Linked DNA regions of Mus musculus: all the other regions are linked to region 1. A link is a contact called in public Hi-C and HiChIP or PLAC-seq data. All regions are on one chromosome and are shown on one strand. The core of a region is the stretch at or near the end of the contact, and the rest is flanking DNA. Distances in the headings are between cores, read along the strand shown. Region 1 overlaps Zbtb20 (zinc finger and BTB domain containing 20). Region 2 overlaps Zbtb20 (zinc finger and BTB domain containing 20). Region 3 overlaps Zbtb20 (zinc finger and BTB domain containing 20). Region 4 overlaps Zbtb20 (zinc finger and BTB domain containing 20). Region 5 overlaps Drd3 (dopamine receptor D3).

Region 1 (2,851 bases), core at 261-2,760:
TTATCATTCCCAGGGGTCTGGAATGTACACTCTTGGCTCTTTACCTTTACTCATTACTGTCCTTGCTTTGAACTGCCTTTTCTCATCTCTGCCGATGAAATGAGAGGAACCTTCCTTCACACTTATTAAATGCCGTCTCTATGCTAGACTGCTGTGACTCCCCTCTTTCAGACAGGATGGCTCCTCTCTGCATCACTCTGAGATCCCTCAGTGGTTGCAGGATTCCTGCCTTACTCACTAACTCTTTATTTCACTAACAGTTCCGTGCTATTGGCTCTCAGAGAGAATGGGCTTTCTGTGGAAGGGGAGTGTCTTAGCAGTTGTCCCATTTCTGGTGTTCATCCCTTTCTTTACTCCGCCTTTCTGCTCCCCTCCCCCACTCCCCCATCCACACTCTCGGTACAGAGACTAAGTGGCTGTGATGTGCCACAGAGGCTGAGCAATCTTGGTCCTGTCCTCCTGGGGTTACTGCCTATTCCATAATTCCATACTGTGAACCATATACACAGCAGCCACTTGCGAACTGTTTGCTGACAGAATTAAATAGAGCTGAAATTTAAATATACTTGGAGACCAGTCCTAGTTTGAATCTCAATTAAGCTTCCTCATTTTATGCGGCAGGGGAATCAACCTGGATTGGTTGCTTTTTCATTGATTACAAGAAGAGTCTTTAGTAAGAGTGGCTGGTCCTTGTAAGTCACCTAAATATAGGGACAAAACACCAATGGCCATCATTATGTAGCAGAAAAAAAAATGGTCTCTATGTTTACAGACAAGGCCTCAGCTAGCTTTTGACATGTGGTTCATGGAATTAAGAGCACACTCTTGCACCAGTGTACTGCCAAGCCACCCATGAGGTCTAACTCTGGAGAAATTGCACGGCTTATGCCCTTACTTCTTGTCCTGAATTAGAGTTTGATGCATGCCTGATTTTCTGTGCCCCACCTATGTCCAGGACCACCTTTGGTGGCTGTCCATGGCCCAGGGACATTGTAGCCACCTCAGCGAGTAGAACACATTCAAACCCAACCTGCCTGGCCCCTTCCCTTCCTTGCTTCCTGCCAGTTCACTTCTCCTCTTACCACGGCAGTGCTCCAACGTCACAGACCAGAGCCCTGCACACTGTCCGTTGGAGCACTTCCTCTCCCATTCCAACCTCTTTTATAATTCTCTGGGATTCCTTTTTCTGAAGCCAAGAAGCGTTAACACAAAACAGCAGTCTGTCTGACATGCACAGGTGCTGTTCTATGACCAATTTTTTTTTCAGTTTGTGGTTTATTAAGGAGGAAAGAGCAAACTCTCTTGTAATTAACTGAAAATGCCTTCTTTGGTTGCATAAAGGGGATTGTATAAACATGGCACATCTGAGGACATGTCTGTACAAGTCTAAGTAGTTTGCACTATCCCCTGGCGCCTGTAGAGGGCAGCAGCACACTGGCTGACTCCAGGCAGTATTTTAGAGCCTAAACTACCAGAACCTTCCTCCTGGTCACCATGCCAAAGGCTGGTGTGCCAAGCTCTCTCTGGCCTGGCCTCTCAGTCTCTTTCAAGTTTGTTCTCTCCCCGCCTGCTGTGCATATTCATATTCTCTCTCTCTCTCTCTCTCTCTCTCTCTCTCTGTCTCTCTCTCTGTCTCTCTCTCTCTGTCTCTCTCTCTCTCTGTCTCTCTCTCTGTCTCTCTCTCTCTCTGTCTCTCTCTCTCTCTCTCTCTCTCTCTCTCTCTCTCTCTCTCTCTCTCAACTATACACTCTGATGAGGTTGTCCCTCAACCAGAAAATGAAAACTTCTACGTAGAAGTCAGAGAAGCCAACAACAACAACAAAGAAAAAACCCGGGGGAGAGGAGAAAGGGGCCGTGAGGGAGAGAGACTTCAGAACAAGAAAAGGGCAGATGTTTCGCAAATATATGCAAAGCAAAACTGGGTGTACCCTGAACACTTCTACAGAAAAACAGGCCAATCATTGTGCACTTCCTCCCGCCACACTGGTGCAGCTCTGCATTCAAAGAGAGAGAGAGAGAGAGAGAGAGAGAGAGAGAGAGAGAGAGAGAGAGAGAGAAGTGTGGCCGCAGGCACCCGCCTTTCAACGGTCAGTTCTGACATTCTGACTGAACATGTCCCAATTGTCCAAAGAACAAAAACATTTTCATCTCCCCACTGTGAACATTTTTGTTATGAGAAAAAGGCTGCTTTAAGAACCAGGAAGGCGTTTAAGGTGAAGGGCAGCTGAGCTGGCCGGCAGAACCTTCTGGTCTTTAACTCTCCCTGTGCTGGCCCCGGCAGTAAGTTGAGGGCTGAAACATAGCAGTGAGTGAGGCTGTGGAGGCTGCTGGCTCGTCCCAAACTAGACCATATTGTTTTTGCAGAGAAATATGCATTAAAACATATGGATGCGCTGTTAGGTATTAAGCCTGTTAAATGCACGGGAACAAGGCAGATCGGTGGTGTTGGATGTATACAGTTCACACTCCTTCGCACATATTGCACACATACAGTGGCAGAAGTGCTTTCTGCAACATATGGAAAAATAAATATTTTATCCATGCGAGCTCTTATCAGTCTCCAGGGTCTGTTGAGAGGCGAGTGCTCTCTTCCATCTTTCTCCCTCTCTCCTCCAATTCTCTCCTTCCACTGGGCTCCCACCCTCTGCTGCAGATTATGCTTTCCACTAATCAGCCTGGCTGGAGAGGAAAGAATTAGTCAGAACCTCCCTTTGATAAATAATTACGCAGTCGCGGGATCAAGATAATTGAGATCAGTGATGCCTTTCTTGGCCTTTCTGGAGTCGGAACCATTTCCTTACTTACTCTGCTGTTTAACTGTAGAGTGTCTGCGGACAGACGGAGAGGGACG
Region 2 (2,866 bases), core at 26-2,525, 170 kb after region 1:
ATTTGATTTGTAGGAAATGGAGAACAAAGTATTGCAAGCAGAATGCTTTTAAATACACCCTAATTACTTCAATGTGCAAATGCACTGCCTAAACCGAAGCGTGCATTTAACACTTTGCACTTCAATCGTGCTAATTCATCTAAGTTCTATAGATAGCAATTCCATAAAAAAACAAAAACAAAAACAAAACAAAAAAGCAGGAGCTAGCCTTTACTCTAGTCAGCCTTTCCAGCTCGGGGAAAATCTATTGTTATAAAGTTCAAGCTTTCCTCTCAAGTCAGTTCACTTTTGGACTAATGCAGATCATTAGTCCAAATAATACAAAATAACTGATAATTTGCCATATCCAGTCAATTTTCTCAATTGACTCTGTCTTCCCTATTCTTCTCTTCTGTCTTTAGTGGGGTGGAGTGGGAAGGTGGGGCAGAAATGTTTCTCTAGCAGAGCCACCTAACAACGGGCAAGGCAAATGCTTAGGAAGATGCCAGAGGGCTGGAGCTGGTATATGGTTATGATGCCCGTGTTTCCTGGCACCTGTCTATAGACCAGTTGCGTCAGGACTGTTGAGGGAACCTGCTACAAAGACATATTTCAGGGTCTCACCTCAGAGCAAAGCAACTAACATCTTTTGGGTTCAGAGCTCTCTTTTTTCCCTTCCATCCCTCCAGTGTGGAAGTTAGAGGATAAGTAAGAGTCCTGCTCAGAGGGTCAGATCCAGTAGTCAAGATATGTGTGCCAGAAAAACACCCTGACTCCGGGGCCAAGAGCTTAGCCAGGCATGATGTGTTCAATACGCACTATCTCTCAGGTGATCTCCAGGGTAACAGCTGTGAGACAGGATTATTGTTCTTCCCATCTTTCAGATGAGAAACTTGAGACTCAAAGATATTTAGCAACTCCTGGGCATCACAGTGATTAAAAAGCCTCAATGATCAGAAGTCACTAAATTAAAAATCTAAAAGCTCTTAAGAACTATACTACTTTAACCTACAGCTTTGCAGAAAAATATTTCCTTTATTGTTCACTTACTATCCTCTAACTAAAAGCAACTGGCTACTTAGGTTGGTCATGGGACAAGGCTGTACACAGTGACTTTATTCTTAGATTAGTAATTGGCACTAAAGTCATCAAAACTCCATTGCTAATCCTTCCTCAGTTTGCTCACTAATCATATAGTTTGTCAGACTTTGAGGCAACAGTCATAGCCTCACCTTCACTCGATTTACGGTTCTACAAATGAGATGAGCTTTGTCTGAATGGTCCTGAGTCAACAGGACCAGCCAGGGGAGGCTGGAGAGCTGTTCACTTTCCTGGCAGAAGGGAAAGAGGGTGAGGTCTGGAAACTTTTAGATGTTTTAGTACTTTGCCATTGGCTAGTGTAAGGAATTCGGATTTTAAAGCAGATTGCATTTTTACTTATACAATTTTGTTAGAAAGGAGGCAGACTAAGTTTCTTGTGTATTTTCAACTGATAAAACTTTATCTGGTTCATTCTTTCCAACTGGGTTTCTTTTTCGGCCAAATTTCTGGGTACAGAGCCAAGTAAGTTGTTATGTTTATTCATTTTTACAGAGAGCAGCCGGCCGAGAGTCTATTCTTGAAGAGGGTGCCTAATAAATTTATCAGCAGTACTTTATTCCACCCAATAAAATTATTCTACAGTGACATATTGACTATCCTCTACTTCATTTTCATCTGTTTCAATTACTCAAAATGCTATTATTAGGTTAACACTTTTTTATATAATAAGAGAAATTTAGAAGTTGAAGACAATTGGAGACACGTTGGGTAATCTAGGCTATGCACTTCCCTTTGTGTAAGATAATTTTACACGCATGTAAGTGTGGTTTGGGCATATGAATGGCAGACAAGACTGAGGACAATGAGGCTGTACAGAAAATTCAGTACTAGAATGTCATGGTGGCAGCCTGCAGGATGGGTCAGTGCTTTTGACACCAAGGTTGGGGACCTGAGTTCAAACTCTGGAATCCACACAGTGGAAGGAGAGAAGTGATTCTTGAAAGTTGTCTTTTGACCTCCACATGTGTGTCATGGTGCATGCATACTTGCGCAACCCATCCTCCATTTAACAAAAACGAATGCTAACTTGAAGACCGATCATATAGAAAGATCCAAAAGAAAAAGAGATGCAAAAGAGTAATAGGCAATGAGAGTAAAATAATGTGGTACAGGCTCAGCAAACTGAAAACTAGTACTCCACTAATCAGAAGATGATTAGCTGGGATTAGACATGTATTCATTCTTTAGATTGAGTTACTGTAGGATTTGTGATTCATTATTTAGATTATTTGCTGTGTGCTTAAAACTCTTATTTTCCACATTATTGTAGAATTTTTGGAACTTCTGGAAAGTTGAAGAAAAAGGACAAATGAAATTTCTCTCAATTCTGTCATATAGAGGTAACTGCTCTCCATAGTTTAATGCCTGTCTCCATCCCAGAAACAGATGTTTATTTTGTAATTTGGGATGGATATATACATTTGTCTCTTTGTGTGTGAGGATTTTCAGTCTCATTACATCATAAGTACTCCCCAGTTTAAAACTCATAAAAACATGTTTAAGAACAACATAATTCATATTTACTTAATATGCGAACTGCATATGGACTTTCTATCACTTATGTGATAATTCTTTAGATTTTGAATATTTAGGGTTATGTTTCTTTTTCTTTCGTATGCCATTATGATTAATGCTTTGTGCACAGATCTGGGTATGAGACTCTGTTTTCAACAGATGGAAAGACAGAAGGAAGACTGTTGGGGTAGAGAGGTATTTCTGATGAAAGGTTCTTGTAAGATGTCATATTATCTTACAGAACCTTTGACACTATTGCTCACTAGTCTCT
Region 3 (2,729 bases), core at 64-2,563, 240 kb after region 1:
CAGCATGACCATAAGCAACTTGGGAGACTTCCACATACTAGTCCACTATGGAAGGAAGTCAGGACAGGAATATGGATGCAAGAACTGAAGCATGGCCCATGGAAGAGTGCTACTCATGGCTTGAGCAGCCATTTTTGTTAGAGCATCTAAGACCATCTGCCCGGGGATGGCACCTGAGTTACAATGGCATGTGTCCTACTTTCTAAATATAGTCAATTACTATGTCCAAATGAAATTAGGCTTACGAGTAAAGAAAACTACCTTAAAGAACTTATTTGCTTGGGAGATTGGTGGCATGTGACACAGGCTGGCCACACAGTACAAAAATGAGTCTCTCCATCCTCGTTGATCTTTCAGCCTCATTCTAAGCAAGTGTTTGTTAATAAACAATTAATAAACTAAATGAACTATTTGGTCGGAATCCCATTTCACAGAAACAAAAATACAAGGCACTAGGGAAAGTTTCCAGGCTTCAGAGTCAAGTTACAAGCATTTCCTGAATCTACCTGTTCTGAGATGAAAGATGTCTAGGCATATACCACCAATTCTAATTCTAATATCTCCAGTTAATATCCCCCCCTGGTCTCATATTGATCTTGCTGTTGATTCTTCTCATATTCTTGGTCATTTTATTAAGAGGCAGCAAAATGGAGATCAAAGACTGCAGCAATGAGTGAGCAAAAATATTTCTCAAATCAGTGAACCTGAAACTCCTTGTCCAATTTTGGCCATCTCTCCTGCCCTTTAGAACTCTGTTTCAGTTTAATCTCTTCTAGTTTTGGCCTGTAAACCACCTACTATTATACCAGGCCTATCACGCCAGCAAATCACTGTAACAGACGGATTGTTAATTATTTGCCTTTATTTCTCAACAATATTGCAGGTGATGGATGGTGACCAAATGCACTATGAGATGAGGTCTTTCATGCACTCTATGTTTTAGTTAGGCAAGAATTTCCCCAAACTCATAGCTAACTACTGTCCAGCTCATCGGTGTACGTACATGTTCTATGTAGAAGGTTCTTCCTTTGTTATGGTTTTACAAAGGCTAGCCATTTTAAGAAACTGACTACTTCCTGTTGATCCTTAACCCTTTAGCCGTGAGAAGTCCCGAGAGTCCGTTGCAGCCTGTGACTACTGGTAGTGATCTTTACTCTCTGATCCTTCTGGTGGACCTTAGTTCTTACTGCTTTATCCAATCTTAAGCCAGCTTGTAATCAACTTAATTTTTAAAGTCTTTGTACACATTAGGTAATATTTGTTCTCTGAACTCCCAAGGGAAATGTGGTAACTGCCCAACGAGGAAGCCCTACCCTTCATTATTCAGCAACAGCTTGAAGAGTACTTTAATTCCAACCTTCCGCCCTCTGACAGCCCAGCTGCATCAAAGGCTGTGTTCCCTGTTTGTTTGTTTTTTTCCAGAAACAGAATCACCATTTCAAACTGAATCATCCATTACTAAAGGATGGACTCTAGGTCCAAATTTTAAAAACATGTGAGCCGCAGCAACTCTGAATTGAATTATGACTTATGTCAGAGTCTGGACATCTGCGGCCCCCTCTCCTCTAGCCTCTGGATCCCTGCATGCTGTTCAGGGGAAGTTGCTGGCTTCTGAACTGAAGGTTTGAAAATGAAGGCATTCTCTTTTATGGAGAATAGTCCTTCAGCGATTTAAACAAGCAGCTTTGTGATCAAAATAATTCATAAAGGAAAAGATTTATGAAGAGACTTCACGAGCACACAATGCATTTTTTAAACTTTGGTTTTTAAATAAATCTGTCAGTACACAAGCCAAGGCAACACGTCTGAATGCAGTATCAGTGGGCACACCCGGAACTCCTCTTCGGTGCTTGCCTAAGACTGGTGGAAAAGGGAAACACTTCTCTTTGTCTTCTTGTAAAATACTAGTTTAAAACAAAATTTAAAACCCAGTTCCACACAAAAGCTTTAAGATACTGTGCACATTACTACCTTCTTATACAGAAAACTTGTCTCTAAAAAATGTTTTCCATCCACTGCCCTTTCTTATTTAAGAAAATAAAAAACAGAAAAGAAAGAAAGAACGAAAGAACCCGACTTGTGTGTATCCCTCTGGCACCGGAGCCTGTTCTAATCTCCTTTATCAGGCTTGAGTGATAGCTCTGCTCCATGAGTATTGACAGGGCCGTCCTGTTTCTCAGGCTTTCGTTTCTCTCAGTTGGAGAAGGATACAGTGCATTTTCACATTCTCAAAGTCTGCAGTTGTTTTTATATAAGAAGCAATTTGCTTGGGTCACGTCAGGTCGAATGGGATGCCTGCCCAGCTCTTGGTTTTAAAGGAAAAACATACAGAAAGACACAAAAACACAGCAGTTTCCTTCATTAAATTCCACTCTACCTGCCATGGGCTTCTAGCCACAATGGAATTTCCCACCCTGGCCTAGCCTAGCCTAACTTTTATTTTTAGGGATTTTTTTTCCCCTTTAAATCTTATGAGCTTTCTTTCAAGTGAACTCTGAGGCAAGGTTTATTAAATGATAGAGTAATTGCCTGGTTTTAGAAAAACAGACTCAAGAAAAAAAAATGCCAAGTGACCTTCCATAATATTGCTTTACAACCACCCTTTGGATAATAGCCCTTTCAAAAAAAAAATAGGTTCGAATCAGCACAACAACACAGCTATACAACTTAAAATCAAACCTTGCATCCTGAAGAGAACAGGGAGAAGAGTGACTTCAGTGGTTTCCTCT
Region 4 (2,804 bases), core at 281-2,780, 140 kb after region 1:
TCTTACCGGTTGGGACATCTTCTGGATATATGCCCAGGAGAGGTATTGCACAGCTAAACAAAGAATTCTCAACTGAGGAATATCGAAGGGCTGAGAAGCACTTGAAAAAATGTTCAACATCCTTAATCATCAGGGAAATGCAAATCAAAACAACCCTGAGATTCCACCTCACACCAGTCAGAATGGCTAAGATCAAAAATTCAGGTGACAGCAGATGCTGGCGTGGATGTGGAGAAAGAGGAACACTCCTCCATTGTTGGTGGGAGTGCAGGCTTGTACAACCACTCTGGAAATCAGTCTGGCGGTTCCTCAGAAAATTGGACATAGTACTACCGGAGGATCCAGCAATACCTCTCCTGGGCATATATCCAGAAGAAGCCCCAACTGGTAAGAAGGACACATGCTCCACTATGTTCAATATTATGTTTTGCATTAAAAAAAATTCCTTTCAACTCAGTACAAGAAAGGCTTACCCTTTCCTACAATTTATCTAAAAATATTTATGAACACCCAATGCAGTGGCATAGGGTGAGGCACAGGGGATGTCTTGGAGGGCAAAATGGACAAAACCCCAAAGAAATAAGCACCTAAGAGAAAGCCTTAGATGGTGGAGCCTATGATCCATTGCAAATGGAGACAAATGTGCCAATCAAGCACATGTTTGAAGGGAGTAAGTGATAAGAAGCAAATGGTGGGCCTCCAGGAACAGAAGGATGGTTGCTTGAATCAGGGTAGCTATGGTCTGAGTGGTAAGAGACTGGGTGCGTTCTGCAGGTTAGGTAAGGCCTTGCTTTAGAGTGAAGATTCAGTAAAAGCCTAATAATGAGGATTGGCAAGATTTATTCAGGGAAAACCTTTGCAGCAGTGTGAAAAGCAAGTGCAAAGGACCTGCAGACACACAGCGGGGAGGGGGGGGGGGTCGGGGCTGGGGAAGAGGGAGAGAAGGTTCCAGTGCGACTGAGTGGAGAGTGTGGTATGGATCCTCTCCTCACCTGGCCTTTTCTTTCACTTGAGAGAAGCCTCCCAGCCCTGACAGTTGGGAGCAGAGGACTGGCATGAGCTGACTGTTTACCTAGCACACTGCGGAGGGGCTTCCTTTGGAGAATAGCCTGGATATTTTAAGGGCAGAAGCAGGAAGTGTAGTGAGGGAACTCCAGAAACAATCCGTGTAAGGAAGGAAAGCGTTCTGAGTCAGTAGAGAGACGGGATGGGATGAGCGGTATGGATTGGAGGTTATACTGCTGGGTTTGCTTATTGGTTGGATTTGTGAGAGACATAAAAGGCTGACAGAGAGATATGGTTTCAATTTGAGCAACTCTTAGGATGGAGATACCATTCACCTAGGGGGTTAGCCTGCATATTTGTTAGATAAAATATGTATTCCTAGTATGTTAAGTTTAAGATGTTCATTAGACATGCAGTGGAAATGTTAAGTAGGAACCAAGTGTGGATCAGAGACTCAAGCTAGGGTGAATATTAAGGGAGTGATTGGAGAGATTGGAAGGAAGTAGTTCAGAGATTAGTTGCTAAGACCCTTCGATGTTTACGTCATGGGGATACAGGAATACACCCAGTGAGGGAGATTGCAAGGGAGTGGCCTGTGAAATGGGAGAAATCAGGAATGTGTGAATGAATTGAAAGTCAAGTGTTTCATGGGAAAGGAATGAGGCGGGTGAGACAGAAGGGAAGAGAGGAAGAGTGTGACTTGGTCACTGAGGTTAGCTATATGTATGGCACTGGAGCGCCAGCATAGCCAGTTTCATTATTTTTACTTGTGAAAAAGCTAATCAGAGGAAGCTGGAGAGAGTTTATGAGATCTTAGACACCCTTGGAACTGTAAACTAGTATTTACTGGGACAGTAGGCTATCAGAGAGGGTGAGGGCCAAGAGAGTAGTTAGGATGAGAGGGGTTACAGTATGTTTGTATGGTGACAAGAATTATTTAGAATTAGAGAAATGATTAGAATTATTTAGAGAAGAAAACAGATAAAGCACATGAATTCAGCACACCTTCTCAGAAACATTATTCATGAGTATAGGAGGTGTGGATGTGACACACAAGGATGAGGACACTGAGGCAGGGGTGCACAGATTGCCTACAGTTGTGGGGACAAAAAGCAGAGGCTGTGGGCACTGATGTGAGAGGGGATGTTTGCTGGAGAGCAGGTATGTGTGAAGTTCCTTCTAGCCTACCTGCTTTTCTCTTCTCAGTGAAGGGGAAAGGCAGGAAGGGCAAGGAAGGAGACTGCAAGCTGGACAGAGGGAAAGCTGTGAAATACTCTTGTAGAGATGCAGGAAAAGACGCTGTGGGCAGCAACAAAGGCCACTTGCAGATATCATGAAATTTAAGGGAGAGTGGTCTATGTGCTTGCTTTTGGCTCTAGCAGAGTCAAGGTGGCATGTGGGCTTGGATCAGGGTGGGTGGCTGGTTCTGATCTCTACAGTGAAAAGCATAGAGCTGTAAGAGAACAAGTGTGTGAGGTGTGTGGCCTTCAGAACCTCAACTACACAAGGAAGTGAGGATATGAGAGCCTCTGGACAAAATTAATAAATTAAGGGGTCCTATGGGCTTCAGAAATTGTTAATAGGGCTAACAGAGAGATTGGGCTGTGAAGATGTGAGGTAGTAATTGGAGAGTGGATGCCTGTAATTGAGATTATGGGCAGTTGTAATTATTAGTAATTAAAATGTCAAAATTACAGCCGCAGCAATGAGAATCTGGAGCGGGGTAGAGGGCAGATCACGAGAGTTCAAGGAAGCTACTGGATTAGTGAGTAGTGGCTGAGTGAGTGATGATGTAACCA
Region 5 (2,700 bases), core at 33-2,532, 230 kb before region 1:
CTTGCTCTCTCTGTCTCTCTCTGTCTCTCTCTGTCTCTCTGTCTCTGTCTCTCTGTCTCTCTGTCTCTCTCTCTCTCTCTCTCTCTCTCTCTCACACACACACACACACAAAGCCCCAATTTGTAACATGCATCAATTTTTGTTGCGCAAATACTCCCACCACTGCTCATGTCAAGCCACCACCAAAGGCTTGATTACCAACTTGAAACATTCCTGGAATATTGCTCTCACCAGCATGGTTCTAGCACACTAGTGGGAATGGCATGCTGTCTTAAACACACTTTAATGCTCATCAGCTCTTTGGAGGCTCCATCACTTCTATGAGCAAGAGACTATACTGAACGTAGCTCTTTTTATGAGAGGAGCCAGAACTTCAGGGAAGGCAGGATAGATCTAAAGTTTCAGACTGGAGTTGTCCTTGCAGAGCCAGGTCTCCCATCTCTAGGACCAGTGCCTTTGACAAGGACCCCATTCCCTGTCCAAGGCACATGTAGCTGTCTTAGCCCTGCAGGGAAACATGGGTTTGCTGGCATCCCACTTGTTTGTACTCGGGAGACCAGTGTGAATGCTCAGAACTGAACCTCCCCAAGTATCTTGACTCTGCTAATTGCCAGCGTGTTAGGGTGTGGGGAACGTGGGGGTGGGAGTTGGAGAGTGTGGGGGTGTACTGTTAAAATGAACGTCCCCAAGTTATTTCCCTAGTGGTTTCCATGAGGTACTTCTAAAGTAAAACCCAGAGACGTGTATTTTTAACATCTAATGTATCTTATTAGACAAGTCTGAGAGAGTCTGCATTAGGGAGAATTTCTGTCAAACCTTCTTGCTCACTTGGGGTAAGAGATGAGAGACAAGACTACAGTCTTTTATTGTCACAGTATGTTTTTTTTCCCCCCTTCTTCTTCTTAAATGATTAAGCCGTTAGAATAAATGAGGCCCCCTCCAGCATGTCATAGGTGGGTGGCTAAGACCTCGAGGCTGTTCCAAAATCCACCATTGGAGGGCACCAAAATGCAGCAAGAACTTCGCCAGCTCTGCCGGGGTGAGAAGTTCACGACTCACCTGGGGGCTCTCCAGGCTCTGTGGGGAGGCAGAGCCGGAAAACCTCCCCACTTAGTTCCTGGAGCCCTGCGAGGACCCCGCATTCTCACCCTGCGAGACTTGTTTAGCCTCTGGTTTCCTCTCTGAGCGATTTGCTCAAGGCCAACCGCGGAGGCGCTGGGTCAGGCTTGGCTTGGCGCGGCTTGGCTGGAGAAGGAACCCTGGCTAGGGCCACCTCCCTTGGAGGTGTTCCCAGTCCCACTCCCTTCTTTGTGTTGCAGCATCTAGTTCTTTCGGCCCTCTCTCCTGTAGAGTACTCAGCCGACCCGAGTGCAGTCAATGTTCGCTCTGGTAAAGCCCTAGGGCTGAAATCCAGCTTTGCAGCTAGCTTGTCAGACAGTGAGGCCCGCGGCTGGAGTTTTCTGACTCAAATTTTCTGTCTAACAGAACTGTTCACAGCTATTGAATGAGATTACATTTGTGAAGTTTTTTGTTTGTTTGTTTGTTTTTTAATACAACTTAAAATCCAAAAGGCAGTTCTTACTGTATCGCCATCATTATTGGGCTAGCCTAAGAGATTCATGATTGTTCTGTGTGACTTTAGGTTTTATGATTGTGATTTTTTCCCCCTCCTGGTTGTCAGGCAGTGCACATTAAATTTATTTATCAGACAAGTGTCGAGAACTTTCTTGTGTGAGCCACTGTTGAAGGGCTGGGGTAGTTGTTGATGTTAAACGGGCACAAGGAACCAAACAGCCTAGAGTCGCTTTGCTGTAAGGCTTAGATACTGAACTTGGCAGTGTGACTTAACAGCTAGGGGCCCCAGGGTGAGGCTCCAGGGCAGTTTATTGTAGGAGATATTGGCTGCACAAGCTGGCTTGGTGGCACATGCCTACAAGGTCAGCATTCAGGGGGTGAAGGTGGAGGCAGGAGGATCACAGACTTGTGTTGGTGGCTTGAGCTAACATAACCCTGGAGCTGTCTCTCCATGGAAGAATGCAAAGGTTAGCACATTCTAAGTGGTAGGTTCCATCCCCAGCCCTGGGGAAATAAAAAGATGGGCAGTGACTTTTGGTTCCATTCATCTATTACCTAATAGCTTTGTGATTCTAGTCACCCCACCCGTGTGTGTGTGTGTGTGTGTACATACGCATACGCCCACTGACATGTGCACATGTAATGGGACAATGTACCTACTTTGCTGGACTGTTTATAAATGATAGCTATATTTGTTTTTGTTGCCTGTGCATTCACACAAATTAGGATAACAGGAAATTATACTTCTAGTGGTGCGCTGCAGGCGTGACCTTCACAGGTGACCTTCCCTAACTTTTGTCAAGAATGGGGGACTGTCTAAATCTCTGGAAGATCAGGGTCTAGCTTGGGACTTGTGACGAGGGACAGCAGGACCTTCAGCACACATGGAGCGCCCTCTGATTCTCGGTCGACGTGGCCGATCGCTCATTAAGGTCTTAATATCATGACTGTCCAGCTGAAGCTATCATTAACCTCAAGTGGGGGGTTCTCGCCGTGACTGCTGGGGGAAAGACGAGCCCGGTCTGAGTGGGAGGGCCTGACTCTAACTCCCTGCCTGGGTTTAATGAGCCCAGAGCTCTGAAGGCAGCTTTTCACCACCTTTTATTTGGTCAGACAGGGGGCTCA

Evidence for each region. A called contact is a pair of places that touch in the nucleus more often than the background predicts. HiChIP or PLAC-seq counts read pairs in DNA pulled down with a chosen protein or histone mark.
Region 2: a Hi-C map of uterus shows a contact between it and region 1, with 2.0 times the contacts expected there. The contact joins two enhancer-like sites. A contact is called at or near these places in 1 of 15 datasets of contacts at CTCF or cohesin (pro-B cells), 15 of 484 Hi-C or Micro-C datasets (B cells, the CH12 cell line, the HL-1 cell line and 10 more) and 2 of 115 datasets of contacts at active chromatin or transcription factors (embryonic stem cells and fibro-adipogenic progenitors).
Region 3: a Hi-C map of liver shows a contact between it and region 1, with 2.7 times the contacts expected there. The contact joins two enhancer-like sites. A contact is called at or near these places in 4 of 484 Hi-C or Micro-C datasets (3T3-L1-derived adipocytes, embryonic fibroblasts and liver) and 2 of 115 datasets of contacts at active chromatin or transcription factors (fibro-adipogenic progenitors and neural progenitor cells).
Region 4: a Hi-C map of muscle stem cells shows a contact between it and region 1, with 2.1 times the contacts expected there. The contact joins two enhancer-like sites. A contact is called at or near these places in 4 of 484 Hi-C or Micro-C datasets (granulocyte-monocyte progenitors, liver and muscle stem cells) and 1 of 115 datasets of contacts at active chromatin or transcription factors (fibro-adipogenic progenitors).
Region 5: a contact with region 1 is called in an H3K27ac HiChIP or PLAC-seq map of heart atrium, with 5 times the contacts expected there. The contact joins two enhancer-like sites. A contact is called at or near these places in 2 of 39 promoter capture datasets (cranial neural crest and embryonic stem cells), 22 of 484 Hi-C or Micro-C datasets (B cells, the HL-1 cell line, brown adipocytes and 9 more), 16 of 115 datasets of contacts at active chromatin or transcription factors (astrocytes, cardiomyocytes, embryonic basal ganglia and 6 more) and 1 of 9 other capture datasets (embryonic stem cells).

What each region holds. Positions count from the first base shown.
Region 1 is chr16:43,572,795-43,575,645 of GRCm38.p6, reverse strand. All of the region lies in intron 7 of Zbtb20 (zinc finger and BTB domain containing 20), which reads right to left. Among named protein-coding and RNA genes, the nearest start is that of Mir568, 66 kb to the left of the region's middle. Within about 2 kb of position 1,510, at least 195 of the 459 cell types and tissues checked have an H3K27ac peak or open chromatin away from gene starts, as enhancers often do. A contact at or near this core is called in 3T3-L1-derived adipocytes, astrocytes, embryonic basal ganglia and 8 more, where this site is marked.
Region 2 is chr16:43,401,785-43,404,650 of GRCm38.p6, reverse strand. All of the region lies in intron 4 of Zbtb20 (zinc finger and BTB domain containing 20), which reads right to left. Among named protein-coding and RNA genes, the nearest start is that of Gm15713, 17 kb to the left of the region's middle. Within about 2 kb of position 1,275, at least 7 of the 459 cell types and tissues checked have an H3K27ac peak or open chromatin away from gene starts, as enhancers often do. A contact at or near this core is called in muscle stem cells and uterus, where this site is marked.
Region 3 is chr16:43,334,110-43,336,838 of GRCm38.p6, reverse strand. The region is part of intron 4 of Zbtb20 (zinc finger and BTB domain containing 20); the gene reads right to left. Among named protein-coding and RNA genes, the nearest start is that of Gm9968, 28 kb to the left of the region's middle. Within about 2 kb of position 1,313, at least 106 of the 459 cell types and tissues checked have an H3K27ac peak or open chromatin away from gene starts, as enhancers often do. A contact at or near this core is called in 3T3-L1-derived adipocytes, embryonic fibroblasts and liver, where this site is marked.
Region 4 is chr16:43,437,412-43,440,215 of GRCm38.p6, reverse strand. All of the region lies in intron 4 of Zbtb20 (zinc finger and BTB domain containing 20), which reads right to left. Among named protein-coding and RNA genes, the nearest start is that of Gm15713, 19 kb to the right of the region's middle. Within about 2 kb of position 1,530, at least 15 of the 459 cell types and tissues checked have an H3K27ac peak or open chromatin away from gene starts, as enhancers often do. A contact at or near this core is called in muscle stem cells, where this site is marked.
Region 5 is chr16:43,800,528-43,803,227 of GRCm38.p6, reverse strand. The region is part of intron 2 of Drd3 (dopamine receptor D3); the gene reads right to left. Among named protein-coding and RNA genes, the nearest start is that of Gm26074, 32 kb to the left of the region's middle. Within about 2 kb of position 1,282, at least 150 of the 459 cell types and tissues checked have an H3K27ac peak or open chromatin away from gene starts, as enhancers often do. A contact at or near this core is called in astrocytes, embryonic basal ganglia, embryonic fibroblasts and 6 more, where this site is marked.